3 separate regions of the Sus scrofa genome follow, and all the other regions are linked to region 3. Evidence: chromatin contacts called from public HiChIP or PLAC-seq data. All regions are on one chromosome and are shown on one strand. The core of a region is the stretch at or near the end of the contact, and the rest is flanking DNA. Distances in the headings are between cores, read along the strand shown. Region 1 has its middle 110 kb from the start of TMEM164. Region 2 has its middle 85 kb from the start of TMEM164. Region 3 holds the start of TMEM164 (transmembrane protein 164).

Region 1 (3,310 bases), core at 398-2,897, 110 kb before region 3:
GAGGCATGAGTTTCGATCTCCGTTTGATTAACAGTAAAGATAATACTGATAACAATAAAATAGCTGCCGCTGGTTGAGGCACTGCGACGTGGCAGGCACTGAACCCGCCTTATCTCGGTTAATCCTCACAGTACGAGCAGTAGAGACAGAAGCCCTGAAGTCAAGCTAACTTGAGTCTGAGTCTTAGCCCTGCCGCCTGGTGGCTCAAGCCACTAAGAAATATGAAATAAACATGAATGAATTAACCATTCAAGCGACATTACCAATTCATCTCAATGATGACTACGATGTGTATTTGTCTTACACACACACACACACACGAACACACACACGACAGTACTTTGAAGAAGCGTTATTATTACCCTCATCTTATAGATGAGGAAATTGACGTCACCTGAGGAATTGGTACAAGTTTACCAACTTGTACAGTTGCCAAGTGGCAGAACCTAAGTTCGAAACCAGTTGGCAGTACAGAGATCCTGCTGGGATGGTGGAAAAGTTCTGGAAATGGCTCCTCATGATTGTTGCACAGCATTGCAAATATGCTTAATGTCACTGAATTGTATACTTGCAAATGGTTAAAATAGCAAATTTTTTTTTAACCTTTTAGGGCCACACCCACAGCATATGGAAGTTCCCAGGCTAGGGGTCCATTGTGAGCTGCAGCTGCCAGCCTACCCCACAGCCACAGCAACCCCAGATCCGAGCCACGTCTGTGACCAACACCACAGCTCACCGCAAAGCTGGATCCTTAACCCACTGAGTAAAGCCAGGGATAGAACCCGCGTCCTCATGGATACTAGTCAGGTTCGTCACCGCTGAGCCACAACGGGAACTCCCTAAAATAGCAAATTTTATATTGTGTACATTTTATCACACATTAGGATAAAAACAGTTGTCAGAAGCGGGGATCTTAACCACTGCGTTATATATACTGCCTCTCAAGGAATATTAATTGAGTGCCTCTTGTTCATAAAGCCTCCAGTGTCACAGAACAAGCCCTAGATTTTTGATCAAAAGACCTCTGTTCAAATACCACATCTGCTTCTTGCTCATCGTCATGTCATCAGCAAGGGGTTGAGACTCGTCAGGGTTCTCAGGTGCAAAAGGGAACCATGTTCTGGGCAAGTCTCTCTCCAAGGGTTCCCATCAGTTGCAGACACATAGGTCCTGGTGACATTGCTGATTGACCTTGGTGGGGGAGGGGGCCCAGGCAGCTTTGAGCCCCAATGAGGAGGTCAGTTAAGGTTACCCATTCTTTCTTTCATCAAAGTGCAATGTGGCCACTGCTGGGTGGGAACATCTAAAAGGAAGTGAGACAGCTGCTGAGAGGGGAACTTGAGAAGAGCCTCCTTGGAAAGGGGAAGGAAGACGAGTTCATATTGAGATAGAACGTTTTCGGTGGGTGGAGGGCAGTAAACATAGATAAAGCCAGTGTTTTCACACACCGAGGGAAAACAAACCCACACCACAAGCAATCTTGGGAGCTACTCTTCCTGCAGAAGCAGATCACTCTTTTACCCAAGTTTCTTTGGAAAGGAAGCCCAAGTCCCCTTCATCCTCTTTGGACCCGCTATAGCTTTGCGCTGCAATCAATGGAGCAAAGAAATACTCAATGCTAGCCAAGTCCCCAGATACACCATGATGCTGTAAGAGGGGGTGACACAACAGGAAATCCACCCTCCTTCTCACTTCCTGGACCACAACCTCCACACCCTAAATTTCCCTAAAACTGTCACTAGAATTTCCAGGATGGAGAAATATGACCAGCGGCTGCTGCCCTTTATTGGAAAGTCAGACCTCATCAGAGGCTGCACAGCCAGAGAAAACCTTTGTGTCTTCATGGTTTGAAGCCCATTACACACGTTCTTTTTTTTTTTTTTTTTTTTTTTGGTCTTTTTTTTGTCTTTTTGACTTTTCTAGGGCCGCTCCCGTGGCATAGAGAGGTTCCCAGGCTAGGGGTCGAATCGGGGCTATAGCCACCGGCCGACACCAGAGTCACAGCAACGCAGGATCCGAGATGCGACTGTGACCTACACCACAGCTCACAGCAACACCAGATCCTTAACCCACTGAGCAAGGCCAGGGATCGAACCCGCAACCTCATGGTTCCTGGTCGGATTCGTTAACCACTGAGCCACAACGGGAACTCCTACACACGTTCTTAATAAGAACAATTCGGAGTGCCAGGCTACCCACCCATGGACATTTATCCTGGGGGGTAGAACGTGCAGAACATCTTGTCAGGGCACAAGGCAGAGCAAGTCCGCTACCCCCTCCACACAGGACAGAGAGTCCTATTACAGCCTGGAGGGAAAGTACAGGACGCGTTGTTATTCACCCCACCCTGGTCCCATTAACTAGGCTTAGTCTGTCCATTGGAATATAAGTGTTAACAGCCCAGCTGGGGTACTGGATGCTCCCTTTCTTTCTTTTTCTTTTTTTCTCTTTTTTTAGAGCTGTACCCGTGGCATATGGAGGTTCCCAGGCTAAGGGCTGCATTGGAGCTGCAGCTGCCGGTCTACACCACAGTCACAGCAACGCGGGACCCGAGCCACATCTGTGACCCATGCTGCAGCTTGTGGCAACGCCAGATCCTTAATCTGCTGAGCAGGGCCAGGCATCAAACCCTCATCCTCAGGGACACTAGGTTCTTTACCCTCTGAGCCACAATGGGAAGTGCAACCTGAGTTCTTATTTGCCTCTTTCAGCTCCACTGCAGCAATCTTATTGGCACCCACCTTAGTTCTCTATGACCAGATTGACTCAACAGGTTGGCTCCTGCTTCCACCCCCCATTTTGGCCAGGTCCCCCCATCTGGATGTCGGCAAGCGCTCTCAAATTCTCTTAGTTTCCCCACAGCCTCACACACTCACCTTCTGCCCATCCCCTTAGACAGAGCTGACCTGCTCCCTAAGGCTGGAGATGCCAGAGACCACCTAGTCCCCACTCAGAAGCACTGCTTATACTCTCCGCTCGCCACCATTGGGGCCACCACCTCAGATTAACAAGGGAACCCACTAGACTCAGACTTCTCAAGGAGTTCCTGTGGTGGTTCAGTGGTTAACGAATCCGACTAGGAACAATGAGGTTGTGGGTTCGATCCCTGGCCTTGCTCAGTGGGTTAAGGATCCGGCATTACTGTGGCTCTGGCGTACAGCAGCTACAGCTGTGATTAGACCCCTAGCCTGGGAACCTCCATATGCCGCGTGTGTGGCCCTAAAAAGACAAAAGACAAAAAAAAAAAAAATCCCAGACTTCTCAGATGCTATTATGACTGGAAACACTGGGTTCTAAAAGTTCTAAGGGA
Region 2 (3,411 bases), core at 828-3,327, 85 kb before region 3:
AGGCTCCGATCTGGCATTGCTGTGGCTGTGGGGTAGGCCGGCAGTAACAGCTCCGATTGGACTCCTAGCCTGGGAACCTCCATATGCCGCAGGTGTGGCCCTAAAAGGACAAAAGACAAAAAAATAAAAATAAAAAATGAGAAGATTTTGCATTTAAAAACAACAGCTCTTTCTCTCTCTGACTTACAGCAGAAATTGACAAGACATTGTAAATCAACTCTCATAAACATTTTTCAAAAAATCAGCTTTTAGCCGCTCTTGAGAATGTGGAAGCTCTGCCAACTCTAGGCCACAGTCTGACCTGTAGCCACGCAGGGCTGGAGCCGAGGAGCCACTCCAGTGCATAGAGCATGCGCGCTTCTCTAATTCACCTCTGACCCAGGACTTTCATCTTCTCGGCCCGGAATGGAGGCAGGCTGCCATTTGCAGTTTATTATCTCCCTTTGCACTGTTAGTGAAACCGAATCCCTCAGACGGGGACTCAATCCAGTCGCACCTCACGTGGGACTCGAACCCACACTCTCTGGCTTGGGAGGGGACTCGAACCCACACTCTCTGGCTTGGGAGGGGCCTCGAACCCAGTCTCCCAGCCAAAACCGCACACCTGGGATCTGGACTTAATGAAGCTCGGTTGGTTCCATTTCAGCGTGGAAGGAATTCAGCGAGAAGCAAAGTGACGGGTAAGACGTAGATTTACTGAGAGAGAGAGACGTACTCCATAGGCAAGTGAGAGGCTTGACATTTGAAATTTGGGGCTGGTGAGTTTTTAATGGGCTGGGTAGTTTCATAGGCTGTTTCAGGGAAGGGGCGGGGATTCCTCAGAATCAGGCCACCGGCCACTTTTTGCCCTTTTATGGTCCGCCTTGGAACTGTGATGAGGCCTGCGGGCCTGTCATTTAGCTAATGTGCTACCCTGAGTGCACAACATGTGAGCTCAAGGTCTCCTGGAAGTTGAATCTTCTGCCATCTTGGGCGTAATCAATTCTAAGCAGTTGATGTCGTGTTCTCAACAGCACTGTCATTCTTTTAAAGGTCGTGCCCTGCCCCTTCCCTCCTGTCTCCCTATTTCATAATTCAGATGGCTATGTGCTCTCTAGTTGGCTGCAAAGACTAGTGCACCACACCCACTAGATTGATTTCACTTACTTACCTGGCTCCTGTAGTCACTAGGTCTTTGTCCCCATCTCTGACCCCTACACCAAGGGCGCAAGCCGCTCTTAGACATAGGCAGGGCTTGTGGCTGCCAGCACTGATCAGCGAGACAGGTTGCCAACAGAAAGCCCCTATGCCTCAAAAATAGCTTTCTGGCCTGTCCGAAATTCACACTATCAGTCACTTTTGCGGTTAAAGAACCTAGGGTTCCCCTTTCAAAATGAAAACGTGTTAACGTGGGAGGGGCACCCCGTTATGTGGGTTTCCAGGAACCTGAAGGGGAGCAGGTCTGCAGCAGCAGGACTTGGGCAGGGATTTTGGATTGCCACCACTGTTCGGGTTACTTAGCAAAAGGGCGAAAGCGACGGAGAGAATGGGACAGAGACTAAGTCCACTCTGCTGAGAGGAGGCCAAGAAGCAGTGCTGGAGGAGCATGAGGGCACGCCCGGGGTGAGAGGCGCTGGTGGTCCTGCAGGTGGAGGAGGGATGGGAGTGCTGGAAAGTGTCCGCCTCTTGTGGCCAGCAAGCCCCGCAGAGAAAGAACGAATTCGTTCTTTCGAAAAGATGGCTTAGCTGCATGGAATTCACAGGTGGTGTGAGGGCTGGAGCTCTATAAACAGATCCTCTTGCAGTTACCAGAGGCTATTTTTTGATCCTTGCAACATCATATGCCAGGCAGACAGTGCCCCTGTTGGAAAGCAGAGTCAAGAGACACAGCAATGGGTAGCTCCCCTAGGGAGAGGGCTTTCTGTTGGTTTTTTCCGTTCCGGCACACTCTGCACTGCCCCTTCGCCATCCCCCTTCTGCAAGCCTGGCGTTTACTAGCAGCATCCCCTCCCCCACTCCCTGGAGCTCTGTGTGGTCTGTGGAAAGTCGGGTTGGATCCAGCAGCCAGGCAGCTGCCCAGACTAGCCCATCCACCACTCCCCGCCCTGCTTCTCCAGACACCAGCTGGATTCCAGGACTCTCCTGCTCCCATTGCCTCTTGGCCCTTGCTCGCAGGCAGCCTTCTTGCTTCTCTGACCTGGCTCTGCTTTCAGGGCTTCAATTAGAATGGAGTTCCCGTCGTGGCGCAGTGGTTAACGAATCCGACTAGGAACCATGAGGTTGCGGGTTCGGTCCCTGCCCTTGCTCAGTGGGTTAACCATCCGGCGTTGCCGTGAGCTGTGGTGTAGGTTGCAGATGTGGCTCGGATCCCGCGTGGCTGTGGCTCTGGCGTAGGCCAGTGGCTACAGCTCTGATTCGACCCCTAGCCTGGGAACCTCCATATGCCGCGGGAGCGGCCCAAAGAAATAGCAAAAAGACAAAAAAAAAAAAAAAAAAAAAGGGCTCAGGGAGTTCCTATTGTGGCTCAGCGGGTTAAGAATCTGACTAGCAATCTGACTAGCAACCTTAAGGACACGGGTTCGAATCCCTGGCCTCACTTCGTGGGTTAAGGATCTGGCGTTGCCCTGAGCTGTGGCGTAGGCCGGCAGCTGCAGCTCTGATTCAACCCCTAGCCTGGGAACTTCCATATGCCAAGGGTGCAGCCTTAAAAAGAAAGAAAGGGAGTTCCCGTCGTGGCTCAGTGGTTAACGAATCCAACTAAGAATCATGAGGTTGTGGGTTCGATCCCTGGCTTCACTCAGTGGGGTAAGGATCCGGCGTTGCCGTGAGCTGTAGTGTAGGTCGCAGATGCGGCTCGGATCCCGCGTTGCTATGGCTGTGGCGTAGGCTGGCGTCTACAGCTCCAAATAGACCCCTAGCCTGGGAACCTCCATATGCTGCAGGTGCAGCCCTAGATAAGCCAGAAAAAAGAAAAAAAAAGGGGGGGAAGAAAGAAAGGAAAGAATGGGCTTGGCAGTTCAGGGAAAAGGCAGTTTTGAACACATGGGGAGCAGAGTGGCCAGAGTTGGGGAGGGGATTGTTATTTTGGTGTTTCGGGAGCACCAAGCAGAGGTCTGTGCCGTCTGCCTGGCAAATGGGGAGGCAGTGGGAAAAAAGAGGTGAGCGGATGCAGGTGGGAGGAAGGGAAGGAAAAGTCAGGGGAAGGATGATGCCTGCCTTAATATCTGACTCCAGCTCTTCCCCTCTCACTGACCTCCACCTCTGGCCATGTCCCCTGTGCCTCTTGGGGAGTCCCACAGCTCCCCCCACCACCTCCACTTGTACAACACTGTTCAGGGAGGGGCTCTTGCCTCCAACTTGCCTCCTACTACCTGGGCACAGGCTGCATCATGCTGATTTACAGATTAGTCAGATGAGCACTTAACACCCACC
Region 3 (3,372 bases), core at 808-3,307:
AGCCAGCAGGCAGCTTAGAAACAGTTCTAGTTCACTGCCCCCCGCCTCATTTTACCTGAGCACACAGAAGCCCGGAAAAAAATGCCTTTCCCCAGAGGTGACTTTCCCCACTGTCCACGTTCCCTTTTCACTGCCCTTCAAGCTTCTACTTAAAAAAAGCCGAGTTCGTTTGCTCTTGTTACTGTTTGGAGACAAGACGCCTTTGGCCTGTGTCCCAGCAAGGAAATGATCAGGACCTCTGCCTGAAGCTTTTTTTGAGTTTCCAAAATCCGACCCACCATTTCAGCTCAGTTTTTATTTGCCTTTTACCTATGGGGAGGGACAACATTCCCCTAGTCTCTGCTGAGTGCCTTATTGTTTGCCACTCTGCTAGGTGCCGAGATGGGGTTTAGAAAAGATGAAGACCCGTCCCTGCTGTCAAAGATCTGAGTGTGGGAGACAGAACTAACAATGAGAGAACAATGGAAGGCAGTATGTGATTCAGAATAAAATGAGTAGTGCAGGCAATAACGGCTGTTGAGGTTCAGAGGAGGGAGAGAGCTCTTGGGAGCTGGGGGTGGGGGTTGCGGAGAGTGCAATTTCACGTGGGCTCCGAAGCCTGGGTAGGCTTGTTTATGCAGATGTGGGGGAAGGCACTGAATGTGAGAGTGTTTGCACGTGTGCGGGCTTGCCTGCACCGATGTGGAACTGGATGAGGAGAACGGGGAGCATTTATTGAGCACTTTTTATGCACCAGACACTGCAGAGTGTGCTACCTAATTCAACTCATTTAAATGTGCATAATCCTAGGAATCAGATACTAGATAACTGACGACCCTTCAGCTGATAGATGGAAACTGAGGCCCCAAAGAGGTCAGTTGCCCAACTGGGAAGTAAGAGGAATTGAATCCTGGGTGGTTCAACACTTGGCTTATTCTACTTTTGGAAGAGAGGATTTTGTGCCTCAGGTGAGGAAGTTGGCCTGGCTCCAGTTACTAAAGAGGGTCATTTTGCAAACACAGGACCCTCCAGGCCAAAATCCCAAGGGAAGTTCAGCGGTAAGGAAGCCTTTTACTGAGTTATAACCTCATTGCTCCTTCCTTGAAGAGAGGAACCTAAGATCTCAGGCTGCAGTCAATGCCAGGAGCTCCACAGCTTTATTATCCTTAATGTTACGCTGCAGAGGATTTAACAAAACACCTATGAAAAATGAATTCAGTGGAGTGAGCTGCTAAACCAATTTTTTTTTTTTTTTTTTTTTTTTTAGGGCTGCATCCATGGCACATGGAGATTCCCAGGCTAGGGGTCGAATTGGAGCTACAGCTGCCGGCCTACGCCACAGCCATGCCAGATCCGAGCTGCATCTTCGGCCTACACCACAGCTCTCGGCAATGCAGGATCCTTAATCCACTGAGCAAGGCCAGGGATCGAACCCGCAACCTCATGGTTCCTAGCGGAATTCATTTCTGCTGAGCCACGACAGGACTCTGCCGCTGAATCAGTCTTGTTTGTCCTTGTTCTTTATTAATTAGCGTTTGAAGAGCATCAGGCCTATGGTAGATGCTGTACAAAGCTTGGAATTAGACAAGGCTACCTGGCTCTGCAGCTCTACTTGTGGGGAAAACCACACTTGTAAAGGATGGGAGGACAATAGCCTGATAACACATTAGACTGTATTTTATGTTTTGAGTCTGGCTTGCAGCCAATACCAGAAAGTGTTTCCCAGGCAAGGTGCCTAACCATGTTTTTCTGGATATTCTCCTAATTCTTTGTGAGTCTTCAATAAATATTAAATCAACACGAGGTCGATTCTATAAAGGTCTTTTTCCTGTTTCCTGCCCAAAGAAAAGTAAACCACAGTCTACGGGTAAAAGGCAGCAGGGAAGGGGGGCCCTGTTTCAATCAGCAGCCCTTATCCAATTCTTGGCCCCCACCCACACTGTCCTGGCCGGCCTTTCAGAGGCAGGACTCTTGGCCAAGTGCAGGTTGGGAAACAGCTGCTCCGTTGCAGGGAGGGGGGCAGGGAAAGAGGTCAGGGGAAGCTTCTTTTCCTTCAGCTCCAGTACGGTTGAGCAGGAAGGTGTGGCAGGCGGAGGTTAGAGGGAGAAACACCGGAGCAGAGCTGGAAGGGGAAGAGCCTAGCAAAGTAAGATGCCTCGTCCTAGGACTGGAGTGGAGGGTACGGCTGTGTCTAGAAAGGTGAGAGAAGATGCCTTCCTGGCCCTGCCCAAGTCGGCTGTTTTCCGAGTGGACCGGAGGAGAGGCGAGGAGTAGAAGATCCCACCCAACAAACCTCCCAAAGCCAAGCCTGCCCAGCCGCTCATCACTAGCAACGGCTCGTCCATTCCCCAAGAACTTGGCGAGGGCCGGCTAAGCGCCTACTAGGTGCAGGGCGTACAAAGATGTGTCCTGGGGAACCGGGTCATAGGAGGTGGAGTCGGTCAAAACGGCTTCGCGGAGGAGGCGAATTCCGTAGACCATGGTGCAGGAAGGTGGCCGTGCACGCGTGCTGGCTCGGCAAGTGCAGAACGCGAGGCAGGCCGGGGAGGAGGGGAAGGAGGCGGGGACTGAGCCCGGGGGAGGGAGGGGAGGGAGCGGAGAAAAGAGGGAGGGTGGGAGGTGTGAAGGGTGGGAGCGAATGTGGGGGGGAGGCCGGAGAGGGGGGAGGAGGCGCGGCGGGGTGGCCGCGGCTCGAGGGCGCGAGGGGGCCCGGGGCCAAGCCGGACGGGAGCGGGGAGGCGGTGGCGGCGGCGAGGGGGAGGAGAGAGGGAGGGGAAGAAGGAGGAAGCGAGCGCGGCTGCTGCAGGGGAGGAAGACCGGGAGGAGGAGCCGAGTGCGGCGGCCGCTGCGGCCGCCGGGGGAGCCGAGAGCCGGGGCGCGGGGAGCGCGGGGAGCCGAGTGGGCGCCCGAGCCGGGGCCGCGGGCCGAGCTGCCGGTGAGTGGAGCCCCGAGGGGCGCGGCGGCCCGTCCCCGGGGCCGGGCGGGAGGCGCGGGAGGTGCGGCGCCGGGGCGGAGGGAGCGGGCCGGCCGGAGCCCAGCCCCCGGCTGGCCCGGCCTCCCGCCCGCCTTCCCTCCCTCCCTCCCCGCTTCCTCCCGCCGCTGCCCGCGCGAGGGGGCAGGTCCCGGGCGGGCCGCGGGCTGGGGGAGGTGCTGCCTGGAGGGCGGGCGTCTGGGGCCGGGGGTGGAGCTGGGGGCTCGGGGGTGTACCCGGGGGCGGGAGGCTGGACCGGGACGGCTCTAAATTGGCTCGGAGGGGCCGGTCGGCGGCGAAGTTGCTCGCTGGGGGCAGAGACGGCCACGCGGTTGCAGGAGTAAGCGATCCCCTGTGGCGAGTGCGTGAGACGAGGAGTCCGGCGCCCCCGCCAGCCCTGTCGCCCTCCCCGCCTGCCCTGC

Evidence for each region. HiChIP or PLAC-seq counts read pairs in DNA pulled down with a chosen protein or histone mark.
Region 1: an H3K27ac HiChIP or PLAC-seq map of alveolar macrophages shows a contact between it and region 3. The contact joins the enhancer-like site here to the promoter of TMEM164 in region 3. A contact is called at or near these places in 5 of 47 Hi-C or Micro-C datasets (embryonic fibroblasts, epiblast stem cells, fetal heart ventricle and 2 more) and 1 of 2 datasets of contacts at active chromatin or transcription factors (alveolar macrophages).
Region 2: a contact with region 3 is called in an H3K27ac HiChIP or PLAC-seq map of skeletal muscle. The contact joins the enhancer-like site here to the promoter of TMEM164 in region 3. A contact is called at or near these places in 1 of 5 promoter capture datasets (liver), 5 of 47 Hi-C or Micro-C datasets (embryonic fibroblasts, epiblast stem cells, fetal heart ventricle and 2 more) and 2 of 2 datasets of contacts at active chromatin or transcription factors (alveolar macrophages and skeletal muscle).

Annotation. Positions count from the first base shown.
Region 1 is chrX:89,995,489-89,998,798 of Sscrofa11.1, forward strand. No RefSeq gene overlaps it. Among named protein-coding and RNA genes, the nearest start is that of TMEM164, 110 kb to the right of the region's middle. Within about 2 kb of position 1,648, at least 6 of the 83 cell types and tissues checked have an H3K27ac peak or open chromatin away from gene starts, as enhancers often do. A contact at or near this core is called in alveolar macrophages, where this site is marked.
Region 2 is chrX:90,018,259-90,021,669 of Sscrofa11.1, forward strand. No RefSeq gene overlaps it. Among named protein-coding and RNA genes, the nearest start is that of TMEM164, 85 kb to the right of the region's middle. Within about 2 kb of position 2,078, at least 7 of the 83 cell types and tissues checked have an H3K27ac peak or open chromatin away from gene starts, as enhancers often do. A contact at or near this core is called in skeletal muscle, where this site is marked.
Region 3 is chrX:90,103,236-90,106,607 of Sscrofa11.1, forward strand. TMEM164 (transmembrane protein 164) reads left to right here and starts at 2,058. Exons shown (of 6, transcript XM_021080004.1): 1 at 2,058-2,178. The coding sequence starts at 2,131.